Linked DNA regions of Mus musculus: region 2 is linked to region 1. The links are chromatin contacts, called in public HiChIP or PLAC-seq maps. All regions are on one chromosome and are shown on one strand. The core of a region is the stretch at or near the end of the contact, and the rest is flanking DNA. Distances in the headings are between cores, read along the strand shown. Region 1 holds the start of Commd6 (COMM domain containing 6). Region 2 overlaps Uchl3 (ubiquitin carboxyl-terminal esterase L3 (ubiquitin thiolesterase)).

What was found. HiChIP or PLAC-seq counts read pairs in DNA pulled down with a chosen protein or histone mark.
Region 2: an H3K4me3 HiChIP or PLAC-seq map of embryonic stem cells shows a contact between it and region 1, with 30 read pairs. The contact joins the enhancer-like site here to the promoter of Commd6 in region 1. A contact is called at or near these places in 1 of 39 promoter capture datasets (pre-B cells), 4 of 115 datasets of contacts at active chromatin or transcription factors (the SCID.adh cell line and embryonic stem cells) and 1 of 9 other capture datasets (pancreatic islet).

Annotation. Positions count from the first base shown.
Region 1 is chr14:101,639,156-101,645,160 of GRCm38.p6, forward strand. Commd6 (COMM domain containing 6) reads right to left here and starts at 1,316. Exons shown (of 4, transcript NM_001033132.3): 1 at 1,234-1,316; 2 at 1,133-1,144. The coding sequence starts at 1,281.
Region 2 is chr14:101,681,035-101,687,837 of GRCm38.p6, forward strand. All of the region lies in intron 6 of Uchl3 (ubiquitin carboxyl-terminal esterase L3 (ubiquitin thiolesterase)), which reads left to right. Among named protein-coding and RNA genes, the nearest start is that of Uchl3, 30 kb to the left of the region's middle. Within about 2 kb of position 2,242, at least 7 of the 459 cell types and tissues checked have an H3K27ac peak or open chromatin away from gene starts, as enhancers often do. A contact at or near this core is called in embryonic stem cells, where this site is marked.

The DNA.
Region 1 (6,005 bases), core at 66-2,565:
CAAAACGAGAGGTCAAAATAACGTGGGGTTGAATAGTAATAATAAACCAACTCAGGTAACTCTGACTGGAGAGATGGCTCAGTGGTTAAAAGCACTTGCTGCTCTTCCAGGGGACCCAGGTTCAGTTCCCAGCACCTACATGGCAGCTCACAACCATCTATTTCTGCAATTCCAGCGACTCTGAGGCCCCTTCTGGTCTCTAGGGACCCACGTGTTATACAGACAGATAAAATCTTAAAACAAGAACAAAGCAACAAAAAGCCACTAACTTCATATACGGTTACACAAAATAGAGCAGGTTTATCCGTATCACAGAGTGCCCTTGCAGGACTCTTCCAAACCAACAGCAAGAAAAGCTGGAGACTTCTAAGCTCTAAATCCAGCCAGTTAGATGCTGAGGCCAGATGACCACAAGTTCGAGGCCAGTGTGGGTTACAAGTTAAGGCCGACCTCAGAAGTTTAGTGAGAGCCTGCTTCCAAAAAAAAAAAAATCATTTGGAGACAAGGAGCAGTCAGTACACTCTTCTCTCAGCCTCTGTATTCTTACCATGTTTTAACTTCAGCACTTTTCTTATATTTAGGTGAACATAGGTAACTCCTGACTAAAACTCCCAATGTTCTGTCTTGGAAAAGTGTTAGTATAACTTTAGGAAGTCAAAAATCCTATTTATTCTTAATGTAACATAAGAGAGGTTAGACAAGTTAGAGTTCCTCTTCAGAGTAAGGTCTTTAAAGAAATGACTGAGCTTGACGGAGCACACCTTCGATCCCTGCGCCTCAGAGGCAGAGGCCAGTGGATCTGAGAGAGCTCAAGCCAGTCTGGTTTTCCTAGCAAAGTTCCCCGGCTAGCCCGCCTCAAAATAAGCTATCGTTAAAAGAAAAAGGGAGGACGCTATTTTTGCAAATCTTAGCAATGTCTCTTGTAAGCGTCACATTTGAAAACATCGTATTCCTGCCTTGGAGTAAAGGAATAAAGGGTGCCTAATAAAGGTGGACCAGCGCTCGGGCTGCACTCTAGGGGCAGGGCAGTTTAAGTGACAGCCACAGCGGCCATCCCCTCGGGTGCAAGAGGGAAGCGCAGCCCGGGGAAGGATCGGCGAGCAGGGGATGGGACGGCGGGGCGGCCACTCACCTGGCCCGTGACCTGGAACGGAAGCAGAGACACGAGTTAGAGAAACGCAGTCCGGGCGCCAGCGTCCGCCCCAGACCCTTCTCCTTCCAGCCCGTACTCACCTCCGACTTGGCATCCAGCACGGGCTCCCTGAACCCAGACTCCTCCATGACCACAGTGTGATCCACCGGCCAGCACTTCCGCTTCCGGACCTAGGCCCCGCCCACTCACGCTAGGTTGCGGAGAATAGATTTCTATGTAATTCGAGTTTTGTCTCAGTTAAACATCAGTTTTATGAGATACTGGGAAAGGGAAAGTTCTGTGGGGGGGAGAAAGGTCCAGAGACGTGCAGGAAACCTGGTGGAGGACTCGTGACATCCAGGATGTCGGCTCCCCCATCGTAGGGCAAGAAGTGGGCTCATCTCTGCGCAAGCGCAAAGTCACTGTGCCTGCAGTGACACCAATCGGCTTGTGGCCACACCCCTAGTGTGGACTCTGGTGTGACTATAACTACAATTGTCTAGCGAGAACTCTTCCCTGGGACCGAGTTCACCGGCTTAGCCTGACTTAAGGAGGGTGGAGCCTTTTTAAAATCTCTGCTATTACTCCAAATTTCAGCAGCAACTTCTCATCCTGTCTTCTCTTCTGTTGACACCAGATGCATTCTGCAGAGAATATCCACACTGATTTTTATTCTCCTGCCAATATTTTATTTAGGAGAAAAAAAAAAAACCTTGAAAATATTTTCATACAAGTTGCAAATAATAACATGCCACCCACATTTACCAACGGTTACAGCTTTACTGTACAAATGTGCTTAACGATTTTTTCTTAAATAAATGAGCGCTTGTCTCCTAAGAACACTCTAACCAAGAGGAACACTCCTCCATTGTTGGTGGGATTGCAAGCTTGTACAACCACTCTGGAAATCAGTCTGGCGGTTCCTCAGAAAATTGGACATAGTACTACCGGAAGTTCCCGCAATACCTCTCCTGGTCATATATCCAGAAGATGTCCCAACCGGTAAGAAGGACACATGCTCCACTATGTTCATAGCAGCCTTATTTATAATAGCCAGAAGCTGGAAAGAACCCAGATGCCCCTCAACAGAGGAATGGATACAGAAAATGTGGTACATTTACACAATGGAGTACTACTCAGCTATTAAAAAGAATGAATTTATGAAATTCCTAGGCAAATGGATGGACCTGGAGGGCATCATCCTGAGTGAGGTAACCCAATCACAAAAGAACTCAAATGATATGTACTCACTGATAAGTGGATATTAGCCCAGAAACTTAGAATACCCAAGATATAAGATACAATTTATGAAACTCAAGAAGAAAGAAGACCAAAGTGTGGACACTTTGCCCCTTCTTAGAAATGGGAACAAAACACCCATGGAAGGAGTTACAGAGACAAAGTTTGGAGCAGAGACAAAAGGATGGACCATCTAGAGACTGCCATATCCAGGGATCCATCCCATAATCAGCCTCCAAACGCTGACATCATTGCATTCACTAGCAAGATTTTGCTGAAAGGACCCAGATATAGCTGTCTCTTGTGAGACTATGCCGGGGCCTAGCAAACACAGAAGTGGATGCTCACAGTCAGCTATTGGAGGGATCACAGGGTTCCCAATGGAGGAGCTAGAGAAAGTACCCAAGGAGCTAAAGGGGTCTACAACTTTATAGGTTTAACAACAATATGAACTAACCAGTACCCTGGAGCTCATGTCTCTAGCCGCATATGTATCAGAAGATGGCCTAGTCGGCCATCACTGGAAAGAGAGGCCCATTGGACATGCAAACTTTATATGCCTCAGTACAGGGGAATGCCAGGGCCAAAAAGTGGGGGGGAGTGGGGGGGAGGGTATGGGGGACTTTTGGGATAGCATTGGAAATGTAAATGAGGAAAATACCTAATAAAATATATGTATATATATATATATAAAAGAACACTCTAACCATAAGTCTGGAAACTCAACATCAATCCAAGTAAGGCATGTAAATAGCTGGTGCTTCCTCAAAGGCTTGGGACAGAATCTGCTTTTCAATTCATTCAAGTTGTTGTTAGGGCTTAATTTCATGCAGGTTCTTATTTTGCTAGTTTTCAAGGATTCTCGGGTTTTAGAGACGATTCATACCCATGTCTTTGTGTCTTCACTGCCATTGCAAAGCCAAATAGTAAAACACGTCTCCCTCATGTTTGCTAATCTAACTAGACAATTTCTCCTTTCCTTTCTTTTACCTACATTCTCTGTTTTTAAGGCTTCAGATGGTTAAGTAATGCGTACTCAAATGATCTAGAATAATTTCCATAGGCATTAAAGTATATAACTGAAATTACATATTCTGAATAATCCCTATATTACAGTTTTGTTGAATAGAGATGTTATCTTTATAGGCTGAACATCTTTAGAGGTCCACTTACCACAAAATAGCTCACTTCGGATTGCTGAACTGTACTAGTTAAAGTACATACAGCAAACACCAAGAACTATGCCATGCATGCTGTAGTTGAAAATCTAAAACAATCTCTAGCCAGTATTATCGGGCTTACTTAAATGTACTAAATAACTTGCAGAAAAGAATCCCTGTATGAGCCGGGCGTGGTGGCGCACGCCTTTAATCCCAGCACTCGGGAGGCAGAGGCAGGTGGATTTCTGAGTTCGAGGCCAGCCTGGTCTACAGAGTGAGTTCCAGGACAGCCAGGGCTATACAGAGAAACACTGTCTCGGAAAAACAAAAACAAAAACAAACAAACAAACAAACACGGACAGACGGAGCTCCATCCCTGGAGGCACATGGCAGAAAAAAAAAAAAAAAAAAAGAATCCCTGTATGAGAGAAAGCCCTCACCCAAAGAAACAGGATAAAAAGATGGAACAGTATTATACATCCAGTTGATCAATACATTACTTCTAGTTATTGGAATATTTTCCTTTTTTAAAAAACGCAGGCTCTCACTATGTAACCCTGGCTGGCCTGCGACTCACTATGAAGACCGAGCTGGTTTCTAACTTACAGAGATTTACCTTCCTTTGCCTCTTGAGTGCTGGAATTAAAGATGTATACCACCATACCACAAACTGCCCCCTTCCCAGCTCCTTGCTGCTGGGAATAGAGAAGACACACATAAACATATAACCCTGAGAGGTCAAAGCTTTTAAATTTAGACTCCATTGTAGAAAACCTGACCTAAGTTTGAATTCAGACAAATTAACAGGCTGGTACCTAACATTAGTTTCCAAGTCAATCCCCAACAAAACCTGAGCCTAGCTCCAATCTCTAGGCTAACCCCCAACACCAGAGTCTCCAAGTATTGCCCCAACAGATTTGCACTCCCAGGTTACAAGCCTACCCCCTGCCTAACGACCACCAATGCAGAGAGAAGCAGCAATTAAGTTTATGATATGACTCCCAGTACCAGCCAATTATGTTAAAGGCCGGGGTAGCTCTCCAATTAGATGCATAAACACCCACGCTCCTGCTTGTAGCTTCCAATAAAGCCTTGCCCTGGTAGATTTTAGGAGCACCCCACCACCAAAACCATCATGTGTGATAGCAGTGCCCTGGGGCTAGGGGGACCTGAGCTAGCTGGAATAAAAAGGCCCTACTGTGGTTGCATTGGATCAGCTCCTGTCTGCTTTGGGACATTTCAACCTTTCCCTGGCACTACACCCCTCACCTGATCTTTACAAAAAATTTCCCAAAGCAGAAAGAACAAATATGTTAAAGTTAACTTCTGTTTACTCTATTTTATGCGAATTTTATTTTATCTTAATTTTTTGAGGCAGGGTCTCACTTTGTAGCCCTTGCTATCCTAGAACTCACTATTTAGACCAGGCTGCCTTATACATCATCACACATGGCCTATGAATTTTTGACAGTTATTATTCAATATGAGCACCCCTTTCTGAAAGTGAAATTCTTGAAAAGAGGCTGTGTCTGCAGAGACAGGTTGGCTGACAAGAATTTCAGTACTGTGGAGAGATTGGAGTGGTGTAGTCCAAAGGCTAATTTACCTTATCTTGATCTAGCTCTAGCCCCCCAAAACAGCCGTTCTCCACCCACTTCTGTGTCAGAATGAACAACTAGTGGCTTGATAAATGGAATCCTTTTAGAATCTATTAACTTAGCACACTGCTAGCTTCCACCAATCCAAAAGCTAAGAATGTCATCAGATAGTATCTTGAGACTATAGAAAAGCTTCTCCCATCTCAATGTCATTGTTGTTGTTGCTGCAGTTGTTGTTGTGTAACTATACAAACTTCATGAAACTTCTTTTACATTGGAACATGGAATTTGGGTTAAGCAAAATCTGTGTTCCAGGGCATGGTCACTCAAAATGGCTACAGAGTTAAAATATCTTTTATTTCCTTTAAGATTAGAGCTGTGTGTGTGTGTGTGTGTGTGTGTACAAGGAGGGAGAGAGAGAGAGAGAGAGAGAGAGAGAGAGAAGAGAAGAGAAGAGAAGAGAAGAGAAGAGAAGAGAAGAGAAGAGAAGAGAAGAGAAGAGAAGAGAAGAGAAGAGATATGTTGGTCCAGACCAGGCCCTCTCCCTTTCCTCCCTCTCTTCCTTCCTTCCTTCCTTCCTTCCTTCCTTCCTTCCTTCCTTCCTTCCTTCCTTCCTTCCTCCCTCCCTCCCTCCCTCCCTCCCTCCCTCCCCCCCCTCCCTCCCTCTCTCTCTCTCTCTCTCTCTCTCTCTCTCTCTCTCTCTCTCTGAAATCAGGCCACATGTTCCTACAGCCTCTCCTCTGGCACAGAGACCTGATTTAAAAATTATCCCATTTGGCCTTGAAGTTCTCTCCTTCCTTGTGCAGCTGTGTGCAAGTTCAGGACAACCTTGAATTGCAAGTTTTCTTTATCTTCCTGCCTTGTGACTCCTGGTAC
Region 2 (6,803 bases), core at 992-3,491, 43 kb after region 1:
TGCTAAGGAAGAACCATAAGTACTGGTGTGAAGATGAATGAAGTCATGAAGAAAGTCCTCTGGGCATAGGCTTTGGGCAAAAGCTTAGAACGTTTCATGCAACAGAGCTGAAAAAGGATTCCATTAACCCAGGTCTCACTCTTAGTGAGAATGCTAGACTTTAATCTACTCTTACACTGAGGGTAACTGTACCGAAAACAAAACCGAACAGCTCAACCTCTGGATGGATTAGACTCACTGCTCTACATTAAGGTTTTGATGGGGCATGCCTAAATGTCAGGACTGTTTGTGTCTATGATACTATACAAGATATCTGACTTTTAACCAAAAATAGTAAGAAAAAGGAAACATTAATATTCTGTCAGGAGACAACAGAATTAAGCCATATGCAATAGTTCAAACTATCAGAGAATGTGTAATAATGGCATTAAAGGTTGAAGTAGACATGATGGACAAAATGTATCAACACGTGGAAATTGTTAGTCGAGTTGAAAACTAAGAAAACACTAAATGGAGATGTTAATGTTGAGAGGCAGGACCAGGGCTGAAGAATGCCTGGAACAATTCTCTAGTTGTTAGGGGGAAAAACAAAAACAAAACAAAACAAAACAAAAAAAAAACCCTGAGAAAACAAATTACATTTAGGATGTGGAGATAGGTCAATGGCTTGTATAGCCACTTGTGAGCACCACAGAAAAGCCAGCCATGTATGAGTGTCTGTCACCCCATTATTCGTATGGTGAGATGGGAGGCAGACATCCGAGAAGCCAGAAGATCATGAACCAGCTAGCCTGGTATGTGGACAAGAATCAAAACACAAGAGAGACTGCCGCAAAAGAGGTGAAACGTGGACCAAGGTGAAGGTTATCCTCAGTCTTCCACATACTTGCACGTATCCAAACACACACAATTTAAAATAATTAAAAAAAATTTTTTTAAGAAAATATAGAGGTAAAATCTGCTGGAACCATGATAAATTAATTATGAATTCTACAGTAGTGCCTAGCTTGTTCCATTTCTGACCCTCCTTAGAGAAGCTGGTAGTGCTTCACTCAAAGGAAGTCATCATATTGATGCCAAATTTAATGTGGACATCCTATCAGCATAGTACACTAAAGCCCTGAACTGCTGAACCCAAGTGATCCTCCTGTGTCACCTTCCTTTATGGCACTAACGGTGTGCACCACTGTGCCCAGCCTCCCACAGACCTTGGAAGAACCAACAAAATGAGCATGTAGGGTGGCAGGTAGATGAAAGCTTTCTGCTAGTGTAAAAGCTTGGGTGATAAGTGCACTGCTGTAACTATGAGGGTTTTCCCTCCGTCTATACTTAGTGGACCTTCTGTATTCATCATACCTGCAGCTGTAGAGTCAGCCAACCGTAGGTCAAACATTTCCTGTAGAAGTATGTGTCGCAGGGCTGAAGAGATGGCCAAAGTTTAAGACAATTGTACTACTCTTCCAGAGTACCCAAGTTTGGTTCCCAGAACCCACTTCAGGCAACTCAAAACCAAGGCTAACTCCAGTTCCAGAGAATCTGATGCTCTCATCTGGCCTCCAAAGGTCATGTGCAAAGGTCACTTATGTGCATGTACACTCACATAATTAATAGGAATACACATACACACACACACACACTATATATATATATATATATATATATATATATGCGCTAAAGTGTGCCTGAACTAAACATCTACAGATAAGTTTGTCATTATTCTCTTAAATGATTCAGTATAATAACTTTCCATGGGTTGATATTGTATTTGGTGTTATAATAAGTAATTGAGGTGACTTTGAGTGTATAGTAAGATGCATGCAAGTTACACAGAAATAGTATTATAAGATTTTATATAAGAGATTTGAATATCCACAGATTTTTCTATACCAGAATTTCTGGAGCCAGTCCTTCATGGATATAAAGAGGTATTTGTGCTTATGTGTGAAAATACTGGATACGATACCAATAAATGGGTTGTATTACCTCAGGAAGAAAAGTTATGAGGGGAGACAGTGTAAGTACAAATGATAAAGCATATGGGGCATCACAGACATATCTGGATATTGCCTCTAATTGTGTTTTTGTGACTTTGTAAAATTGAAATTACAAGTTTTATAAAACAGAGGAACGAGACCATCATTACCTAAAGGTGTGCTTGTAGTAAGCAACTTAAAGGGCTGAGAGGGAGTCTACCACCAGGGCAATGCTGGTTTGCCTACTGTCTGCTGTAAAACAAATGCTTGCTCCAACCTGACATTCCTCTCCAGCCGTGCAGCCCAGTGCATATGCAGCATCCTTCTGGACTGTTGGCAGTAAATCTCCACCCAAATATGCCCCGGCAATGAAAACACAACACAGTTAATATGAATACATGCTGTGCGCCTAGATTGGGCAGATCTACCGCTCCACTACCATCTTCCACATCTGTGCGATCCCTTAGAACTTACGGTTTCTTCAGGCCATGTGCTTCTGCTCTGCTTTTCTTTTTCCTCCTCCTCTCCCTCTTCCAATTTTCTCTTCTCTCCCCATCACCTTCTGCTCCACCTTCCCTTTTTTCTGCCCAATCATCAGCTCTCCTTTATTTTACAAATTAAGGTGGGAAGCAGGTTTATAGGAAATCACCTGAGTGCTGACTCATTCCTTGTTCACAACCACTCACAGGAGAATGGAATTAACATCAAATATAATTAGCCCCAGGGCTACCCACAACACTGGACCTGCATTATCCTGGGTGACTTCACATAACTTTCGGGCTTCCTTGTGCTATGAATAGTAAAGTTGCTTCTAACAGAAATCTCATGTCTTTTGCCAGCACCCATGGAATGATAACAATTAACTTATTAGATTGAAAGATAAAAATCAAATTCCAGACCTAGTTCTGACCATGTTCTACCTGTTACTATTTGTGTGTGATGGATTTTTTTTTTCCTTACCTGGATTCTTGGTCTAGAATACCTCCTTGCATTTCATCTCCCAATCTGCCATCGTCATCTCAGTGAGTAACTGTCACGGCACTCTGTCCTTCCCAGCTTCTGAGAAGATAGTTTGTCTGCCCTGCTCTTCAGTCCCGGCTGGCTTCCATGTCACTCTTTACTCCGATGCTCTCCCCCCTTCATGGGTTTGCCTTTTCTCCTCTTCGCTTTGGCCCTCGTTTGAAGGAATGCAGACTGATGGCAGCAATCTGTGAGAGCAAACACTATGTGGTACTCACTTGTATTCCCACGTGGACTCAAGCTGAGGGTCCCTTTGTATATTTCTGCTGGATGGTTAATGTGAGTGCTGACATGCTGAACTTTTCTTAACCCCCCATGGTGGAAATGCCAATTGTATTTTTGGCTAGTGTATAACACACTCATATTAAGAGTGCCAACAAAGTGCGAACAAAGGCTTTTAAGAATGAGAAGAGTTTTGAAGATCATTTCAAGCTAAAGGCGCTTCGCTAATGTCGTGGCTGATGAAATGTATTATCACCAAAGAACTGACGACCCTTATTTTCATTTCTTCTTATTGTACCTATAGAGAGGGTGGCTTTGTCAGGCTAGAAATAAATCTCCAATACAGCAGATGTTATCTGTTGAAGGTGATGGTTATAAGATGACCTGGAACAACAGCATTTGGAAAATTGTCCTCCAGTATCTATTCTTAAGAGAATTATACCTGGGTTCACTATAACTTAGTATAATTAAAAACTGGCACCACAAACATTCTCTTGGCCCCACATAGACTCTGTGCTGGTGACTAAGGCCGTTGAGCTCTAGAGTCTCATCTGAAGTAGCTGCAGTCCTCCAGCATGCTGGTGGCATGAGCTTGGTTCTGACAATCGCCCATTGGTGCTCTGCTTCCTCTGAGTGTAAGCTTTGGGTGGAGTTGGAGTTATCCCCTAGCTTACTGGAGATTAAATGAACGGATAGATATGAAATACCTCAAAGCGTACCCGGCATAGAATAAGTGGTACGCAGTTTATATAGTTACTATCTACTCAAAAGATGGACAGTAGGCTCTGATGCCTTTCTTCCTTATAACTTGTCAGCTAATGACAAGGACAACTGACTCAGGTCTTCACCCCCAAGGGTTAGCTTTACTCCTGTTTATAATTTGAAGGGCTTACTTCTCTCTTATTAGAGTTTATACTCTAAATAATTGGTTTTACCAGTGCCTATTATGATACGGTTTTTCTCTGCTTTTGTTCTTAATGTGTCTTGTCTGTTGCATAATTTTTGTGTTACATTTTTAAAACCTGATATATATAACGATACTATTTTAGTGGCTTTTAAATCTTTAGTTTCATGAGTCTGTGCAATGAAAACGAGGATATGTAAAATTTCAGATGAGCACTTAAAAAGTTATAGAATATAACCTTGTGCTTTGTTATAAATTCCCATTTTACCCAACATTCATATGTGATCTTTGACTAGAATACAATTATTGAAGGTACTCGACCATATGAATACAAGTATGACCATACGTTGCTTTTAAAGATTCACGATCTCCCAGTAACGTGGTCTAAGTAAAATATTCTCTCTTTTAATTATGTAGTCCTCCTCGCCATCCTCACCACAGCCTCATTCTAGCCACTGCAGAGCGAAGGCCTCATCATTGTGTCACCATGCATCCCTGCCCTGGGGCAAACGTAACCATGTAGGCCCTGCAAAGGCTACCAGTCCATCTCTCCGTCTTCGTCGCTGGCGACCCTTCTTACGCCTGCCATCTTTGGGTCTCCATTCTGTTGTAAGTGTAGTCAATCTTCCATCTCTTCTCCCAGTGACAAGGGCAGTCTCTTTTGTTTGTGTGTTTGTTTTTTCTTAAACGTCTTCCGTCTTTAAAGTGCTTTTCTCTTGGTTCACTCAACCATTTAGCTTTTTCTGCCCCAATAAAATTGCAAGCATACCTCCATGCTCTGCAGTCTGGCTTGACTTTTGCTTGCGCCTTGGTGAATATCCAGCTTTCCACTCCATAGTCTGTGAATCTGTGGGTCCCTGCCTATTGCTGAGTACTGACTGGCATTTGTAATAACACTAAGTTTCTGTGAACTGTTAAAGTGTGTGTGTGTTTCTTTATCCTTCAACGCTCCGATTTCACTTAGATAACTTAGGGCAACAAATGCTATGTACCTCTGAGTTCTTTGCCATCTATTCCTTTATTATTTTTTCCTATTTCTGAGCATGACTACTCTCTTGCCATCCTCTGGATTGCTTTACTTAGTCTGTCCTCAGTCTAAACCCTTCATGGTGTAGTGTGTTGCATCTAAGCTACTTTATTCCTTGATGTGGCTCAGGTGTTTGGCTTAATCTTGGTCCAATCTTTCCTGCCAGTTCAGTTTCTAATCTTTCCAATCAGGAGGTGGAAATTTGCTCCTTGTGTGCTGATATAGGTGTCCTGCAAATTTTATTATTTCTCTTGTAAGCTAAAATTATCAGTCAACTATTATAATATGTATGTGTGTGTATATACATATATATATATGTGTGTGTATATATATGTATAGCTGTTAATATCAAAGTTGATAGAATTCTAACAGTTCTCGTGCATTAAAGTAAACTGCAGAATTAAGCGACCAAGCCCTTATCTTTGTGATGTTTTAAGCTACTGAAAGCACAAGCTGTGCTTTGATAGAACCTGTGTAAACATGCAGTACCTGAATGCTTTGGTGTGTGCCGTACGTCCACAGAGACTTGTTATTTCTATAAATCATTATGGCATTTGAAGCAAGAGGAAGTTTAATTACGCATACATTTTAACATTTAAAAGCAGTGAAATGCCCCCCCCCCCATTTACCTTTTAAAGCTACCTTCAAACTATCAAGTCAACAGTTTTCTTTGAGCAGTTGCTTCCATCAAATATCAGTATGGTCCTTATATGCCTTCCATTTGTACTGAATATCAACAGACTGCCTCTCTCCCCCTCTCCTTCTCTTCCTCTCCTCCTCTCTTCTCCTTCTCTTCATCCACCTCCCCTCCCCTCTCTCCTTCTCTCCCTCTCCTCCCTTCCCCTCCCTCCTCCTTCCCCCTCTCCTCCTTTCCACCCCACTTCTCTCCTCACCAGATTACATCATTGATTTGACACGTTTATTCATCCATCCATTTGATACTTACGCTGTGCTATATACTGTTTGGCCCAGTGAAGGATAGAGTGAACTGGAAGAACAAAGTACAATTTAATTTTGTACATTCTGACCAGGGGACAATTCACTTAATTATATGTATGGAAATTTTCTGTATTTACAAATTCTAAACGTAAAAGAGAATGTTATATAAACCTTGCCATTTCCAGTTTTATGTCTTTGTGTATTATTGTTTATTGCTGCATATTAATTCCATTGCCCTATTGCTTTGCAAAATTTCCATAGCACAGTGCTTAAGAACATGGAGTGAAGCTGCATTGCATGAGTTGTAGTCCAGGGGCCATCACGTGTTATCCATTCATACGTGTCACTTAAGGCCTTTACCCCTGTGTTCTTGAGTGTAAGATACATATATAACCTACCTAACTAGATCTGTGATTAATTGGTCAATACAAATGTAGCATTCTATCAGTATAGATATATATAGTATAGTGCCCTATAATTATACCTTAAACCATTTCCTAATGTGAAACTTATATTTAGTAGTTAATGAATGCATTGATAATTGATTGATTTACATCACTTTTTAATTCTTTGAGATTAATAAGCTTTCTAAATTGGGGATTTAAAAGAAACAAAAATGTCATTGGTAAGGCAAATGTCCCTCCCAATCTCTAGCTTCTGTTTTTCATATTTGCTATGTTCTCTGCTCTTCTGGCCAGGCAGGCACTCGGGAACTCGC